Linked DNA regions of Danio rerio: region 1 is linked to region 2. Evidence: chromatin contacts called from public Hi-C data. All regions are on one chromosome and are shown on one strand. The core of a region is the stretch at or near the end of the contact, and the rest is flanking DNA. Distances in the headings are between cores, read along the strand shown. Region 1 holds the start of taf6l (TAF6-like RNA polymerase II, p300/CBP-associated factor (PCAF)-associated factor). Region 2 holds the start of men1 (multiple endocrine neoplasia I).

Region 1 (4,448 bases), core at 1,794-4,293, 240 kb after region 2:
GTGATCATTGATGTCTGTGTATATATATATATATATATATATATATATATTATTATTTTATTTATTTTTTTAAACATGCTGATTTTAGTAACTGTAAACAGTTCACTGAAAGTGCTTGACACAGGAGGTTATTGCAAGAGTTCTTCTGCATATCTTCTGAGCCTTGATGTAAACATTTAATTCATGATCCTGTTAATTTTGTGTATATAGGTCAAAATAATTAGCCTTTAATGGAACTTAAAAACCTACTTTAAAAATGGATTTTAGGGTCGAATTTTTTAGCTTTACAATGTTTATATATATATATATATATATATATATATATATATATATATATATATTTGAACACTTCTCACAGAGTAAAAAGAAATCTTGTTCAAATGATGTTAACTGTCATTAGCAGTTAATGATGCTCATTCTTCCTGCCTGCCCCCTTTTAAAGTTTTTCAAGTGCTTTATTTTGGTCAATAATATGTTCAATGTACACTTTTGGACCGATGTTAATGTATTTTAAAGCCTACTTTCCCTAAGCTGGTTTTAGTTGGTTGAACAGCCTGGTTTTAAATCATTCATTCATTCATTTGCTTGTCGGCTTAGTCTCTTTATTAATCCGGGGTCGCCACAGCGAAATGAACCGCCAACTTATCCAGCAAGTTTTTACGCAGCGGATGCCCTAAAAACATGCCCCAGTAAAAATCCTCTGTGCCCCAGTAAACTTTGAGAAATACAATTTACTTCATTCAAATGTATTAAGAGTGGTGATGCCAGAATAAAGACGTTAGGGGCCATTCACATTTGGCGTCTTTTGCATGCGCAAGTTTGTTATTCTCTATGTGCAACCGAAACACCGCTGGTGAAAACAAACTGACGCATGCGTGCAGAAAAATATTCCCCCGAGCCTCACGCGCTGCTCCTGCTCTTGTTTACATGCATGCTGATAAAATATGCGCCACGAATCAGGAGTAAAGGCCTATTCACTTACTTTATGACACGAGGTGTTGACACTTTCCCAGAGATGGGTTGCGGCTGGAAGGGCATTCGTTGCATAAAAATTTGCTGGATAAGTTGAAGGTTCATTCCGCTGTGGCGACCCCGGATTAATAAAGAGACTAAGCCGACGAGCAAATGAATGAATGAATGATTTAAAACCAGGCTGTTCAACCAACTAAAACCAGCTTAGGGAAAGTAGGCTTTAAAATACATTAACATTGGTCCAAAAGTGTACATTGAACATATTATTGACCAAAATAAAGCACTTGAAAAACTTTAAAAGGGGGCAGGCAGGAAGAATGAGCATCATTAACTGCTACTGACAGATCATTTGTACAAGATTTTTTCCAAGCCGACAAGAAAATGAATGAATGAATGAGATGTTGACACACAGCGAGTTTTGCAAGTTGTTAATGTTATTAAGTCTTACTTTCCCGACTCATTTCTGCTTACAGCCATATAGGCTTCTATAATATGATGATGATCTTATTTTGTCTAAGCATGGCTAGAAGCAAAAATGAGGGATAGAGTTGGGGATGTAAGACTTAATAACATTAATTCTCGGCCTTGAGTCATGATGAACAAGATGAACAGATAATTATAGGCTATATGCAAATTCTTAAGTGATCTTAGTTTATCACTCCAGTTTTGTCTTTGCATCATTTTCCAGTTATATTTAGGATTGTTTTCTGTTAATTATTTTAATATAATAATTGTATAATGATAATATTAATAATAATTTTATTTATAATAAATATAAATATTTTTAATATTGTGTATATGGGGGTGATTCGCCCAGGGTGCAATTTAAGCTAGAACCACCACTAGGTATGTTGATGATTGAGGTAAAGTTGGTTTTATATTTGCACATTCATTCAGTGATAACTTGTGAAATGCTCCCTATATTGTTTAGCAAGATACTTTGAATAGTCAGTCTGAAATCACATGTAAGCATGACCTGAAAACAACATTAGCACTATTTATTTGACTGTGAGCAATGTTGTGCTTTGATAGTGATTGGCTGCTAATATGAGTTCATCGTTTAGACTTTGCAAAGAATACTTTTTCTGAAATTACATTATTAAGGAGAACGTCTGAATGTGTGAGTAATCCAACCTCAATGTGTTGATGGGTTCTGTTATTTCAGAAAGTCTCTGACTAAACTAAAGTTTTGGCTTTTATTTGACGTGCACAAGCATGAATTCTGTCTAAATATTTAGCATTCCTATAAAATAATGTGTGCATCTGTTTATTGCTTTGAATAGCTTCGAACTGTTGAAAACTTCATAGCTTTTTCGTATGTTTCTGCAGAAAATAGCTCTCCATTTAAACAGTTTTAAAATTGTATGCTAGGCCTATATTAATATGGGATTCATTCTTTATTTTATCTTCTTTCTTTCATTTATATTTTACAACATTAAAACAAAACTTTGTAGGTAAGCATTAAAGCATGCTATAATGTGATACACAGTGCGTTTATTTTGAATTTAGCTTTTTTGCTTATATATCATGGAGGCCTGCAATCAATCAGTTTCACACAGACAACTACAATCAAACAAAAATGACAAAAGGATTTCTGGTGGTAAAATAACAATGAAACTTCTTTGTTACTTTGATAGACCTGTATATTTTTTTCCAGGAACCAGGCTTGACCAGGCTGGTTTTAGCTGGTCTTGGCTGGCCTTCCAGCCTGACTAGGCTGGTCATCTCCCAGTCTGAGCTAAGACGGCTAAAACCAGCCAACCAACCTAGGCTGGTATAAGCAGTTTTTTCAGCAGGGTTCGCAAATATATTTTTGTATTTTTAATATATTTGCAAATACATATTTGTACCCTAAATGGCGGCTTTACATTTTAATACAGACAGTTGAAGGCCTTGAATTTTGCAGTTCACATTGGCAGTTTGGCTGAAATGTTTTTCCATTATTATTAAATAATACAGCGTGTGTGAAATCAGACATGTAGAACACTTGATGCTAATATAAATGGCAAACTATCTGAAGCGAAAACTCCGCGCCACAGAAAACAAACAAAACTGCGCATGCGCGGAGTTCTTAGCCAATCGGACACCCTCCTCAAGTTCAGCAGTGTGTTGTCGGAAGAGTTTAGCATCTTGTGCTAACGTACTCACAACAATGCTGTAAATCAGAAAATAAATGACATTTATGAGCCCACTCAGCACCGGTTGACAATAAGAAGGTACGATGCGTGTTTTTAGCCCCAGTTTGTTATGCTAACGCAGCCTTGCGAGGAGTAATAAGGAGAGGCTGGTGTTACGCGGGTCTGACGTTAATCCGCAGCATCTTTAGTTCTAACGTGAAGATGACCGAGAGGGAGGAACGGCGCTTCGCTGAAGTGCCCCGGGAGTCCGTCAAACTGATGGCGGAGAGCGCCGGAGTGGAGCTCAGCGAGGAACTGGCGGGTCTGCTGGCCGAGGATGTGTGCTACCGGCTCAGGGAGGCCACACAGGTCACATATACCAGTTCATCTTTTCATTAACGTTACTGGGCTGCAGTTGGTTTTATATTTCCACATTCAGACTTTCTCATTAATAATGTCATTTTATAAAAGTATTATTTGTAAATTATAAATGGGGAAATCAATTAATGACTATCAAAATGTGACTATTAAAGTATAACATTCTTCAGAGCCAATTGAATGTTGCTAATGTTTTTTTGAATGAAGTCATACTTGACTGCGATTTCAGACCAATAGCGTGGTAAGTAAAGTTAATCATGAGGACCGTTAAAATTAGCGAATATAAAACCAACTTTACCTCAATGATTTAAAGCTTATACAGACATGAACAAAACTTGTTGTTTATTTTCACCTATTTTGTGATTATTGATTTTTTTTTTATCCGTTTCAAGTTATTTCAGTGACTGCTGTGGGGCTTTCTTCAGTTAAAGGGCACCAACCATTTTGTCCATATCTGTATGTGGACCTGCTTTGCTTTGTAGTTTGCACTGATGTGTGTGTGTGTATGTATATATATATATATATATATATATATATATATATATATATATATATATATATATATATATATATATACACACACACACACACACACACACACACACACACACACACACACACACACACACAGTTGAAGTCAGAATTATTAGTCCCCCTGTTTATTTTTTCCTCCAATTTCTGTTTTTTTTTTTTTTCAATGCATTTCTAAACAAAAGTTTTAATAACTCATTTCTAATAATAATTGATTTATTTTATCTTTGCCATGATGACAGTAAATAATATTTTACTTGATATTTTTCGAGACACTTCTATACAGCTTAAAGTGACATTTAAAGGTTTGACTTGGTTAATTAGGTTAACTATGTAGGTTAGGGTAATTAGGCAAGTAATTGTATTTCGATGGTTTGTTCTGTAGATAAAAAAAAAAAAATAGCTTAAAGTTGCTAAAAATTTGGACCTTAAAAAATTAATAACTGGTTT
Region 2 (4,743 bases), core at 2,140-4,639:
AAACACAAACGAGACATTACACCTTAATAATATAATAACAAGCCATGGTCGTCCCTAGCTCAAACAAACCTTGTCGCCGTCTTGATGAACAGCCACAAAGCCAATTGCCAGCAAGAACGAACAAAGAAGCCTTGTCAATTTGACAAGCAGCACCTGAATGTGTTCAAAAGAATTAAAAACGCCAAAAATGGGACGAATTTATACCACATTTCGAAAGTGAAACCACCTTATATTCACTAATTATAAGTTCAGAATTTATTACACGATGGTCTCTTCTTTACATTTACGTTATAACACATTTAGCTCGGCGTTCTGGTCTGTTATAATGACTATTTACATTTCTATGCATTACCAGCATTTCATCACATTACTCTGAAACAATTTCATTACTTCTATAGTCTATTCATTTCCATCTCTTTGTTTAATATTTAGTAAAACAAGTTTAGTCAAAACAACAACAAAAAAGGTGTAGGATTTTTTACATGGAGTGAAAAACTTAGATATCTTTGATGTGTGTACTGTTTAATAATTGTGCACTATACATACATGTAAATGTGTAACTTAAAAACATATACAGCTAATTTAATTGCTGTTTGTAAATCACACAAGTGTGGTATACAGGATTACTAATAACAACACTGTGATTGTGAAATAAAATACTGTGCGTTTCATATTTACATTCAATGTGGTTCTTTTAATAATAATAATAATAATAATAATACATTTTATTTACATTGCGCTTTTCTCAAACTCAAAGCTCTAACAAGAGTATCAACACACAGAAGAACATGAAATACACAAAAAAGTAAGAATGATAATAATGATAAAAATATACATATTAAAAGAAGGCTTCATAAGTTATAAGCAATAATAAAAAGATGAGTTTTAAGAAGTTTCTTAAAACAGTCCAGGGAACTGGCGTTTCTGATGTTTGTGGGGAGAGCATTCCACAATTTAGGTGCACGATAAGAGAAAGCCCTGCCTCCCATGCTGCTAAGTTTGCAACGGGGCTGATTCAAGGTGAGCCCCGAAGCATAACGTAGATTGCGAGAGGATGAGGAGGTTGATATCAGGTCACATATATAATCAGGTGCAGAACCATGAACAGCTTTGTAAGTTAAAATCAAGGTTTTAAAATCGATGCGTGACTTTACAGGCAACCAGTGTAACTGCTGAAGAACAGGAGTAATGTGAGTGCGAGATGATGTGTGGGTTAACACACGTGTTGCTGAGTTTTGAACATATTGTAAGATCTTAAGTGAATTGGCTGGCAGACCCCCAAATAAAGAGTTACAAAAATCTAAATGAGGCGTAATAAAAGCATGGACAAGCTTTTCAGCATCTGGTGTTGAGAGAAAAGGACGGATGCGGGCAATGTTGCGCAAGTGATCAAATGCAGTTTTTGTTAACTGTTTAAAATGAGGTTTGAGGCTAAGCTGAGCATTAAAGAGGACACCAAGATTTCGCACCTGCATAGAAGGAGTTAAAAGAAATTCATCAACTGTTAACTTGAGATTGCCACATCTCTTAACATTAGAGGGTGTGCCGATAAGTAAAATCTCAGTCTTGGAGCTGTTTAATTTTTGATAGTTTTGTTGCATCCAGGCTTTAATCTCCATCAAGCAGGTGTTAAGTGGAGATTTTTTATCCTACAAGACTTTTTGTTGTGTTACTATTTAAGTGTGTTCCTTTTTTGCTCTGACAATGTAGCTCTGTTTTCTACAGTTCTGTTTATTTTGTTATTTGCACAGTAGTGCTGACTACTGACAAACCCTGTACTGTTTTTTATTTATCAAAGATTTTTTTTATAATTTAAAATATTGTGCAACATTTTTAAGCAGGAGAAAAACCTGCACTGTATTTTATATATTAAAGATTTTGTGCAGCTGTTATTTTTTTCTGCAGCTGTTTATTTGTAAACAGCGGGAGAACCCCCTGTGTTTGAATTATATTTAGTTTAAAAATGTTTAATAAACTTTTAATAAAGGCCTTAACTCTCAAGTAACCATTTATGGGAAAATTCCGGATATATATCGTATACCGTCATTCCTCTTAAAAATTCCAGGAGATATGATATTTTGCCCATATCGCCCAGCCCTGAGGTGTGTATTGACAAGATCCCACGGATACCCTGAATATACACAAATATTATGTTTAACGTACCAGAACAGCAAAGTATGATTACATGCTTCACTGCAACAGTTTTTAATTTAGGTGACACCCATATATCAGGTTTAATCAAAATACAGCAGACCAATGTATTCCCTCCCTCATTGTGTTCTGTAGATACAAACAATGCGTCTTATCTCATTTTACCAGTGTCTGATAAAGTGGGCAGGAGTTACTCTTTGCATACTAGACTGTAACACTAAGAAAAAAAATAGTACACACACTTGACATTACCATAGAACAGATCTAGCACAATATAGCACGAAATTCGAAGCCAATATTTTCATTTGTGTATTTAGAAATGTTACTTACACTGCAAGGTTAGAATTTAAAGGAAACTTAAAAATGCCAAAATAAAGGTTCTGGGTCAATGTATGTCCCTGCACAAACTAAATTGATTACAATTTGAAGGCATTACATTTATTTAGTGTTTTATGTGTATTTTACACAGTATTTAAAATGACACATATAAGTATGATATTGTGCAAATATTCCACCTGGAAACACAATAAAACATACTGTGAATGACATGCAAGATTCAGCAAAGATTAAAATGTTTTTTGAAAATCAGTTCTGGTGCCATTATTGGGTCATTTCTGACCCTGATTTAAAGCACAGCAAATAAAATAGACAAATATTTAAAGTGTGTACTTGCTGGCTCAAAGGATGCCAAGTGGTCACTTAGGGAAATCCCCAAAGACACGTGTATAGCCACACTTGATGTCCCAAATGTAAAACTTAACATTAAATTGGATTAATTAGCTGTCAAATCCAAAATAAAGCTTTTGGATTGGCTAGAGTTGACATTAGACAGGTTGAACGTTTTACCTCAAGCATAAGCTCGAGGTAAGTTACAGTATACTCCACTGATACCAAGAGTTACATTTAAACAACCAGTATTCAGACATAATAAAAGAATGCCATGCAAGATGCTATCAATAACGACCCAGTGCATGAATTTTTGAGCAATGAAAACAGCGCAACAGCAACCCATGTGCGCCTGTGTGGACATCTGCATGATGCTGCTGCAGCTAACGTTAACTAGCTTGCACAAAATATCAGCTTCTGGTGTTTTTCTAGGTTAGAGGGCGTTTTGAATTAAACATATTGTTCTAGCCTTGCTTTCTAAACAATAACGCGATGCGTTGTTTCATCCACAAAACATACCTTTGTTGAAATTACATCCACATGCTTTTGTTTTGCTCCTTGCTTTTGCCGCGCAGTCAAAGGACAGAAGCTTCTACAAAACGCCAGAGACGTAAACAGTCTGCTCCTACGTCAAAACGTTGAACCGGGCAATCCTATTGTTCACAGATCACTTCCGGGTTCTAAAAGCATTTTGGGAAATGTAGTAGTGTCATCGTTGCTATTAATGACGGTTGGCGAGCCAGTTTTTGCTACATCACCGCCAGTGTTTGGAGACGAAAGTAGGGTGTGCACCTTACATTCATTGGTGTGTATTGACTAAATTACTTCCAAAGCGTAACGTTAGTCTGTTGCTTGCTGATTTTCAACTTACCATGTCATTTAGTCAATAATGTTTTTGGATTACTTTTACTTACGCTACTTGGATTACCTTTGGATTACTTTTGATTTTGTGCCAGCAGTTGTGTAAAGTAACAAATTACAAATACTCAAATCATTGTAATTGAGTAGTTTTTCTCAGGAATTGTAATTTACTAAGTAACGTTAGTTTTAAATTTGTATACTTCCCCTTGAGTCCCTCTTTTGTGCTGTATTGGTACTTTTACTCCACTATTTTCCTTCAACCTGGGTAAAGTCTAGATCGCATATGCGGTCGGCTGGAAGTGCGATATGCACATCAATACCAGCCTTTTTTATGACACTATATAGGCCTAACAATAATTAATATTTTAACAGTACTATGACGGTTTGGTTTAGGGTTGAGGTGGGGATAGCCGGCGTTAAAAACTAAAATTTAATAGGTAATTTAATAGATAGCATAAATAATACTCAGTACTACTACTGTTTTAACATTACTGTGACGGTTGGGTTTAGGGTGGGGGTAGACGTTAATTTAATACAATAAGTAGGAAATTTAATAAATAATATAAATAAATCTCAGGCGACCCAGTGGCGCAGATGGTAGTGCTGTCGCCTCACAGCAAAAAGGTCGCTGGTTCGAGCCTCGGCTGGGTCAGTTGGTGTTTCTGTGTGGAGTTTGCATGTTCTCCCTGCGTTCGCGTGGGTTTCCTCCGTGTGCTCCGCTTTTCCCCACATTCCAAAGACATGTGGTAGAGGTGAATTGGGTTGGCTAAATTGTCCGTAGTGTATGAGTGTGAAGGAGTGTGTGGATGTTTCCCAGAGATCTGGAATCTGCAGCTGGAAGGACATCCGCTGCGTAAAAACGTACTGGATAAGTTGGTGGTTCATTCCACTGTGGCGACACCGGATTAACAAAGGGACTAAGCCGAAAAGAAAATGAATAAATAATTCTTGTTAACTTCCGGCCGCAAGCATACTGGATCTGATCTAGCAAAAAACTTTAACCTGGAGTCACTACTTTATTTTTTCTTATCTATGGGTACTGGCTGAGTAGAAAATCAGTTCTGT

Evidence for each region. Hi-C and Micro-C count contacts between places; a contact is called where the count stands out from the background.
Region 1: a Hi-C map of hematopoietic stem cells shows a contact between it and region 2, with 4 times the contacts expected there. The contact joins the promoter of taf6l here to the promoter of men1 in region 2. A contact is called at or near these places in 1 of 18 Hi-C or Micro-C datasets (hematopoietic stem cells) and 2 of 4 datasets of contacts at active chromatin or transcription factors (caudal fin and embryo).

Annotation. Positions count from the first base shown.
Region 1 is chr7:17,921,773-17,926,220 of GRCz12tu, forward strand. taf6l (TAF6-like RNA polymerase II, p300/CBP-associated factor (PCAF)-associated factor) reads left to right here and starts at 3,044. Exons shown (of 11, transcript NM_001199722.1): 1 at 3,044-3,458. The coding sequence starts at 3,312.
Region 2 is chr7:17,681,226-17,685,968 of GRCz12tu, forward strand. men1 (multiple endocrine neoplasia I) reads right to left here and starts at 3,390. Exons shown (of 10, transcript NM_130953.1): 1 at 3,337-3,390.